Linked DNA regions of Mus musculus: all the other regions are linked to region 2. Evidence: chromatin contacts called from public Hi-C and promoter capture Hi-C data. All regions are on one chromosome and are shown on one strand. The core of a region is the stretch at or near the end of the contact, and the rest is flanking DNA. Distances in the headings are between cores, read along the strand shown.

Region 1 (2,700 bases), core at 112-2,611, 1.1 Mb before region 2:
TCATAGCCTTCCTGATATCCCTCCCCATGGAATCTGTGATAAAGAAACACACATCATCAGGCAAGATACCTCTTCCTGCCTTGTATTATCCAGATCCCACTGGACCCAGCAGTCTGGGTAGTAGGAAAAGCTTAAAACTCAAGTCACAGAATACAGCTTCTAGGTCTAGCTCTTCTACACCCTGGCCCATTACTGTGCCCATTAGTCCCATTTTTGAGGCAGTATCTCACTGTGCAGCCAAGGCTGGCCTCCAATTCAAGCAGCCCTGCCTCTAGCTCTTGAATGCTGAGATTACAGGTGTGTGCCACCATCTCCAAGAGGAGCCCTGATACATATGGGCTACATTCTGTGGCAAACACTCTACTAACTGAACTACAGCCCCAACCCCTAGAAAGCCAGGTTATCATCTGTAACTGTAGGTAGGCTACACAGATGACTACCAAACCCAGCCGAGCACCAGAACCCACAAGGAAAATGTAAAGATACAAACTCAAGCAAGCTCGGAACACACTAGGAATCTACTTTTGAAAATGTAGGTGTGAGGGTAGGTGCATCTGAGCCTACATGCCATCATAACTCAACCTGTTTGTTTCTAAAACACTCCAAGCACCCAGGACTCCTCACACCTCTGTAGAGGTACAGAAAATGTCCCCAAGATCAAGACAGTATGCCACCACTGGGATGCTCTGGGTAGGTGGGTATTATTGTGTCTAAGAGTTCAACCCTCAAACTGGCAATAAATTGCTGCCGGCGCTGTTGAAGGAATGTTCTGGAAGCCCCCATGTGAGGCAGTGAACAGCTCCCCATTTGGGGGCGTGGGCATCTGCCAGGACCCGACTCCCTAAACCGAGCCTGAGCAGTCACCCGGGGAGGTACCCAACCCACAATGAGCAGCCAGCCTGGAGAGGCCAAGATGACCTGGGCCACCGTCCCGCCCAGGCGTTCCCTGGGGACTTTTCAGGATCCAAAGGGGCCTGCCCGACATATCCATCAGCAGACCCATGAATACCGCCGTATGTGCGGCAATTAAAGGACAAGAAAAAGTGGCAGCTCGCAGATGGCGAAGGCGGGTATCCCCGAGGACTGCCCAGCAGCTGCCGGGGCGGGGCGGAGCCGGGTCTCTCTGCCCACCTCTCATCCGCCATCACGACGGCGTCAAATATGTCCTGCTCCACGGCCATGGCGGTGTCTCGGCTCTCCCCCGGCCCTCGCATTCCTTTCATTCTGTGTAGTAATCGCCAACTGGCGAGACGCGATCACAAACGCCCGGATTGTCAGAATGAAGAAGACACTTCCGTGTATGCCGCGCGGAGCAGGGCGGGTAAGGACGGCAAGCTAAAGAAGCCAAAAAAAAAAAAAAAGCCCATCCCACTGCGCATGGGTAGATGCTACATGGGCGGGGCTAGCCCGAGGGAAGCCTTGCTCCTCCTCCTTGGTACCGCTCGCTCCGTGGTGGGTGGGGCGGGTCAGGTCGCTTGGGGCACGTCGTCTGGGTCGCTCGCGGTGTCCAGACGAACCCTGCTTTTATTTTCAAAATCCAAACAGATGGGACCGAATTCACAAACGTGGGTCTTAAAGAAATGAGAAAAGTTACCAAAGATCTGGCACAGGGGCGTTCCCAGGAAATGGAGGAAGGGCCCAAGGGGCAGGCTTCAAGGAGGGAGGAGTATCCGGCATCCTCTGCTGTCACCGGACTGTCAATCACCGCATCTGTACACTGCACCGGACCCTCCCTGAGGGCTGGAAACGATTTGATACTGCGATATCCTAAAGGGCAGATAATAAATATTGCCCCCAGACATGAAAATGCCCTTGGGGGGGGGTCTTTGAAAATGAAAAAGGTTGTGTGTGCCAGTTACCTTGTTTTTTTTTGGTCTTTTTGTTATTTTGTCTTTTTTTTTTTTTTTTTTTTTTTCCAGAGCTGAGGACCGAACCCAGGGCCTTGCGCTTGCTAGGCAAGCGCTCTACCACTGAGCTAAATCCCCAACCCCGAACGCTAGCACTTGCTGCCAGTATTTAAAGCAAAACTGAAGTATTTCATACACAGTCAAGTATCAGGTGGTTCCGAAGGGCTGGCCGGCAGGAGGAGCCACTTTGTCCAAGCGCTCCAATCTCACAGGCACCCACTCTTCAAACAGCAGAAATTGAAGTTAGTTTTCTCATCATTTCCATCAGAGATACCTTCCAAAGTATAGTTTTAAAGAGTATTCCACAGTACAGTAAGTTCCTTAGGCAACAATTGCTAACAAGTTAATCAGCTCCTGTATAAAAGAGACCAGAGATACAACACTGTAATTGATGGAGGGCTGAATAAGTAAACACGCCACTTGAACTGAATTTCATCTGTGCAAATGAATCCTTAACTATAACAAAATGCTTTTTGAAAATGAGAACTACTGTGTCAGACAGAAGAGAGAAGTTTGAGTCTGGTGATGAACATGATGGCATGTTGACTGAAGAAGAGATAAGCCTGGAGAACAGCCTAGAATGTCTCCTAGGAGTAAAACTTCCGTGATAAAAATAAAATCACAAACTTCAGGAAGGATAGAGCAGTGAGCACTCGCCATGACAGGCAAGTATGGTTTCTCAGGAAAATAAAGTGAGTCCCTCACACTCTGCTCACGCTGCTCACACTGCTCATCAGAAGAGTCTACACCAAGTAAAAAGTTAACCACAAAAAGAAAAAGGAGGCCAGGTGCG
Region 2 (2,700 bases), core at 49-2,548:
CTAGACTCCCTTCTTCCAATGTCCTTATATTGTCTCCAGCAAAAGGTGTAGCCCAGATTAAAGGTGTGTTCCACCACACCTTTAATCCCAAATGAAAGGCATAGCCCAGATTAAAGGTGTGTTCCTTAACTCGGAGATTAAATCTTCTGGAATCCATAGCCACTATGGCTCAAGATCTTCAAACCAAGATCCAGATAAGGATCTCCAAGCCTCCAGATAAGGGTCACTGGTGAGCCTTCCAATTCCGAATTGTAGTTCATTCCAAATATTGTCAAGTTGACAACCAGGAATAGCCACTACAATACACTAGCAAGATTTTATCGAAAGGACCCAGATGTAGCTGTCTCTTGTGAGACTATGCCGGGGCCTAGCAAACACAGAAGTGGATGCTCACAGTCAGCTAATGGATGGATCACAGGGCTCCCAATGGAGGAGCTAGAGAAAGTAGCCAAGGAGCTAAAGGGATCTGCAACCCTATAGGCGGAACAACATTATGAACTAACCAGTACCCCGGAGCTCTTGACTCTAGCTGCATATGTATCAAAAGATGGCCTAGTCGGCCATCACTGGAAAGAGAGGCCCATTGGACACGCAAGCTTTATATGCCCCAGTACAGGGGAACGCCAGGGCCAAAAAGGGGGAGTGGGTGGGTAGGGGATTGGGGGTGGGTGGGTATGGGGGACTTTTGGTATAGCATTGGAAATGTAAATGAGCTAAATACCTAATAAAAAATGGAAAAAAAAAGTTGTATCTACTTTGATTGGTGTTACCCAAACGCAAAAGGGACAGGAATGAGAAAGGGCTCAGGTTGATGCACAGGGAATCCAGACTGCTGTGAGCCAAAGAAGCAGGACACACCCATTCCCTCTGTGAGCTCTCTGTGAGCTCCTACTGACAAAATTGACACAAATTAACTGAACACACCTGCGAAGTGGAAACTTTGAGAGATCCCTTCCATCAGACTGGCCTGTGCTTGTCTGTGGAGCATTTTCATAACCGATGATTGATGTGACGGCCTTGGCCCACTGTGGGTGGCGCTACCCCTGGCTGGTGGTCCTCAGTGGTGCAAAAAAAAAAAAAAAACAGGCTGAGTAAGCCTTCAAGCAAGCCAGTGGGCAGAAGTCCTCTTTGGTCTCTGCTTCAGTTCCTGCCTCAACTTCCCTTCATTACAGACTATGAGCTATAAGGTGAAGTGAGCCCTTTTCCTCCCCAGCTGCTTTTTGCCACGTGTTCATCACAGCGACAGAAAGCAAACCTGACATTACTTTTGGTGGCAGAAAACAAGCCTTTCATGACCTATCAAAAGTCGCTCAGATGGCAAAGGAAATGATCCAGGACGCTCTGACCTTGGGCAACAGCGGGACGCTGAGACAACCTTACTGCGCAGGCGCTCCTTAGGGCCCTACTTTAAAGGGTGCGCTTTGTGCAGGATCTCCGCGGGGGCGGGGTCTCACGGAAGGGCGCGCACTGCGAAAGTGAGAAGGGGTGTGGCTGTGGAGGGCGAAAGGACGGGGCTTCCGGGTAAGACACGGTCTGCGCCGGCGCAGTTCTGGAGGCGGTGCAGAAGCTGGGCTATGACGGCAGAGGGGCGGGGCTATGGCGAGCCGTGGGGAGGGGCCTCTAGGAAACCAAGCTACGCAGGCGTAGACCGGACAGTCCGGCTAGTATCTTCCCTGTGGTCTCCGTTATTACACCGTCCCAGCCTGGAACCTGTAACCAGCATGGGCCGGAAAGTGACCGTGGCCACCTGTGCACTCAATCAGTGGGCCCTGGACTTTGAGGGCAATTTCCAGAGGATTTTAAAGAGTGAGTTTTGGGGTGGCGGGAGACAGGAAGAAGTCAAAGTCCACAATGGGTAGGACATGGCAGTCCAGGCCAGCTTTGCCCAGGAGAGACTCACAGCGCTGGGCGTGGGAACAGATAGAAGGGTAATGCTTGGTGAGCTTTCAGGGCGACTTCCTAATTTGGGGGACATGTGAGGAAGCAAGGCAAGAGTGGAAATAGGAGTGCCCTGCCAGCCAGGCAGACACTGCCCTCATCCATCCTCTAGGATCTGGTGGGTCTCTCTAAGGTTACCTGGGGCAGGGCTGCGCATTCTTGGAACTGTTTCATTGAGATCTAGGCGTTTGCAAAGACTAGAGATCCGTGTTCTAGGGCTCCTGAGGACATTCCTCATGGATTGGCATTGGGAGAAGGCATACTGAAGCCAGAAGAGGTCTCAGGTCAGAGAAGGGTGTTGGCGTTCCATATACCTGTATTGTTGACATTCAGGTCAGCTCATCATTGCCCCCAGAAGATAGAACTGGGGATACTCTGTGCCCAGCTGCAGACTGCTCACCTCAGGTTATCCGTGCTGGAAGCCTCTGCAGGAAGGCTAAATAGGAAAAACAAGAAACAAGCAAAACAACAAGAAAAACCCAAATGTATTATTTATTTCATGTACATATGCACGCCATAATGTGCATGTGGAGGTCAGAGGACAACCTGCAGGAGTCAGCTGTCCTCTTCCACCTTGTGGGTCTGAGTGAGCAGTTCTCAACCTGTGAGCCACAACCCCTGTGAGGGCCAAATGACTCTTGGGCAAGGGTCAAATATCAGATATCGAGCCTCTCAGATATTTACATTATGGTTTATAACAGCAAAATTAGTTGGGGGAGGGGGCAGACGGTCACCACAACATGAGGAGCTGTATTGAAGGGC
Region 3 (2,700 bases), core at 18-2,517, 1.5 Mb before region 2:
TAGCAAGTGAGGAAGCATGGATCTCAGGCCAAGCTTCAAGAAAATTAACTCAGCCTGTCTCCTTGATGGGTCCACGGTGGGTTTTTTCCTCCATCTCTGAAGAATATCTCACAATGTGGCTGAAGACAGGGTTCAATGGTGAAATGTATTTGTCATGTAAATCTGAAAACCTGAGTTCAGTCCCTGGAACCGACTCCTGAAAGTTGTCCTCTGACCTTCAAGTACTATGTGGTATGTCTGAACCTGCCTGCACTTGTATATATACACAGACACGCACATACACATGAACACATACGTATACACACATAACAACAACAATAATAATAAAAGAAAAAATTAAAAAGATCCCAGTAGAGTGACCATACTCTGATTTCAGCCTTCTGAGGCCTCAAGAGATAGTCCTATCTTTGGACTTCTGATCTCCAGGCAACAGATTACAGCTCTCTCTCTCTCTCTCTCTCTCTCTCTCTCTCTCTCTCTCTCTCTCTCTCTCTCTCTCTCTCTCTCTCTCTCTCTCTCTCTCCTTCTCCTGGAATTAACTAGTAGTAGGCTGTTCCCAGACTGACATCAATCCTCAGGTCTCTGCTACCTGTAGTACTGGGATTCCATGTCTGTGCATCAACATACCCAGTTTCAAGCTTTAGTTTGTTTAATTTCTGGAGAAATTCAAGATTCATTTTTGTGGGGCATGACCTCTGTGGTCACTCCCTTGTTCACAGTACTCACATGCGTCAGAGTCACGCAAAATGCTTGCTTAAACACTTCTGGGCTTTGAGTCACACAAAATGCTTGCTTAAACACTTCTGGGCTTTGGGTGTAGCAGGGGTTGAGAGCTTGCCTGGCGTCTTATAAGGCTCTGGAAATAAAAAGCAAGCAAGCAAGCAAGCAAGCAAGCAAACTCAGTCAGTCAGTTACACATTCAGTCAGTCACTCAGACAGTCACTAAGTCAGTCAGTCAGTCAGTAAGTCCCTCAATCAATCAGTCAGTTATTCATTCATTCACTCAGTCAGTTATTCACTCACTCACTCACTCACTCACTCACTCACTCACTCACTCACTCACTCACTCACTCACCCACTCTCTCACAAGAAGAGATTCCTTCTGACATTCCTAGAGCTGGGACGGAATAGTAGTCATTTGCATTGATTGAAAAACTTCCTTGATAGCCTTAGCTTCTTTGCCTTCTGCCACTAGGTGCTGCAGAGAAGCGGAGCGCCACCCATTGGGGGAGGGGCTTGTTGCTTCCGCCTTCCAGAGGGATTTCTCCGTTCTCATTGGCTGTTGCTGGGAGTCATCACAGAGCTCCTCCTCCGGAACGCCTGGCTCTCGCGGCTGGGACCAGGTCCGGCCTGTTACATTGGTGGGATGGCGGCAGAAGAGCAGCCCCTTCTGGGCCGGGACCGAGGCAGTGGCCAGGTCCACTCCGGTGAGTGAGGTGTCACTTTCAGTTTTACTTTTCTTTTTTCCTTACTTTTTGAGACAGGGTCTCAAGTAGCCAGGCTGACCTTGAACTCCAGATCCTCTTGATTTGGCCTTCCAAGTGTTGGGGTTACAGCACCACTCTAGCTTCTTCCTCATTAGGGAGAAAAGCGTGCTCCAGCCCATGGTCCCCAGGCAGTGAGTGGCCGAACATCCTCTGAGAGCGACTTTGGAGCACTGCTTTGGCTGCTAAGGGCTGAAGCTGGTAACCTAAGGCCAGGGAGACTTCCTTCCTTGTTTTCTTAAGTGCTTCGGAGCCTTCTTTCCTTTTCCCTTCCTTGGTCAGGGACATTGCTGAGCCCAGGGAGAGTGGAGTTAGCCTCCCAGTCATCTCCAGAGGATGCTGGCTGACAGGCAGGAGGATATTCTTCTCATTTTCCAGATGAGCAAACCTAGGCAGAGAGAGGGGAGGGGGAGAGGGGAAGAGGGAGAGAGAGACAGAGTGAGTTGTGCCCTCCTCACCTCTGACCTACCTAAGGTCACAGCCCTGCCTTCTGGTGTGGTCACTGCCCTGTGTGTGCTGGTGGCCTGGTCATTCAAACTTCCCTTTCTGAACTTCCTTTCCTCCCTGTTTGGGAGCAGACTGGGTTGGCACACTGGCCCCTGTCTACCCATAGCCCGTGCCTTTTCACTGAAGAGTGAGGACATAGGGTCCGTAATAGGAGACGAGGAAGCTAGACACTGAGGTGACCACATGTCCACCTACTCCTCCCTCTCTGCTGAAACCACTCGTCAGGGACAGGGCATATGGTTCAGGGGACACATACTTGGTGTTAGGCATCTGGAACCTTTCTGGGGCTGCCAGTTGCTGAGTGTGGGTCTTCGTCGGGTTACTTAGCTGGAGTTTCAATACAAGGGGTAGTAACAGACTGGTGGGGTAGGGGACACATTTTGAGGATCCAAAGAGAGATTTTGTGGCATCCAGTGCGTGGGTCTTAACAGATGTCCATGATAGCAGTGCCATGCTGCTTCTAAGCCTTGTCCCTGCAGAGTGGACAAGCGACAGGTTTAGCTTTCTCTGTGGAGGCAAGACTCAATGCTGGGCATTGTCACACAAGAGACTCACTCTCTGGGAAGGCTGGGCAGTGTTGGATGAGAAACTCTGGAGGGTCTTTTTCCAAACACTGTGGTTTTGGGTAGGGCTGTTGAGAACCCAGACAACACTCTGTATTTGCATCTCCTAGACTGGGCTGTCTATGAGAATGAACCTTTCAGTCTCC

The links. Promoter capture Hi-C pulls out the DNA fragments that hold promoters and counts their contacts. Hi-C and Micro-C count contacts between places; a contact is called where the count stands out from the background.
Region 1: a contact with region 2 is called in a Hi-C map of CD8 T cells, with 9 times the contacts expected there. The contact joins the promoter of LTO1 here to the promoter of Dhcr7 in region 2. A contact is called at or near these places in 2 of 39 promoter capture datasets (hippocampal neurons and pre-B cells), 8 of 484 Hi-C or Micro-C datasets (B cells, CD4 T cells, CD8 T cells and 5 more), 3 of 115 datasets of contacts at active chromatin or transcription factors (astrocytes, bone marrow-derived dendritic cells and forebrain) and 3 of 9 other capture datasets (adipose tissue, liver and pancreatic islet).
Region 3: a contact with region 2 is called in a promoter capture Hi-C map of pre-B cells, with 8 times the contacts expected there. The contact joins the promoter of Tpcn2 here to the promoter of Dhcr7 in region 2. A contact is called at or near these places in 1 of 39 promoter capture datasets (pre-B cells), 1 of 484 Hi-C or Micro-C datasets (B cells), 1 of 115 datasets of contacts at active chromatin or transcription factors (astrocytes) and 1 of 9 other capture datasets (adipose tissue).

Annotation. Positions count from the first base shown.
Region 1 is chr7:144,913,761-144,916,460 of GRCm38.p6, reverse strand. It overlaps LTO1 (ABCE maturation factor), which reads right to left and starts at 1,361. Exons shown (of 4, transcript NM_001357869.1): 1 at 1,132-1,361; 2 at 1-33. The coding sequence starts at 1,223. Bc1 (brain cytoplasmic RNA 1) reads right to left here and starts at 1,991. Exons shown (of 1, transcript NR_038088.1): 1 at 1,838-1,991.
Region 2 is chr7:143,821,765-143,824,464 of GRCm38.p6, reverse strand. Dhcr7 (7-dehydrocholesterol reductase) reads right to left here and starts at 1,298. Exons shown (of 9, transcript NM_007856.2): 1 at 925-1,298. Nadsyn1 (NAD synthetase 1) reads left to right here and starts at 1,613. Exons shown (of 21, transcript NM_030221.2): 1 at 1,613-1,806. The coding sequence starts at 1,722.
Region 3 is chr7:145,282,578-145,285,277 of GRCm38.p6, reverse strand. It overlaps Tpcn2 (two pore segment channel 2), which reads left to right and starts at 1,267. Exons shown (of 25, transcript NM_146206.5): 1 at 1,267-1,427. The coding sequence starts at 1,367.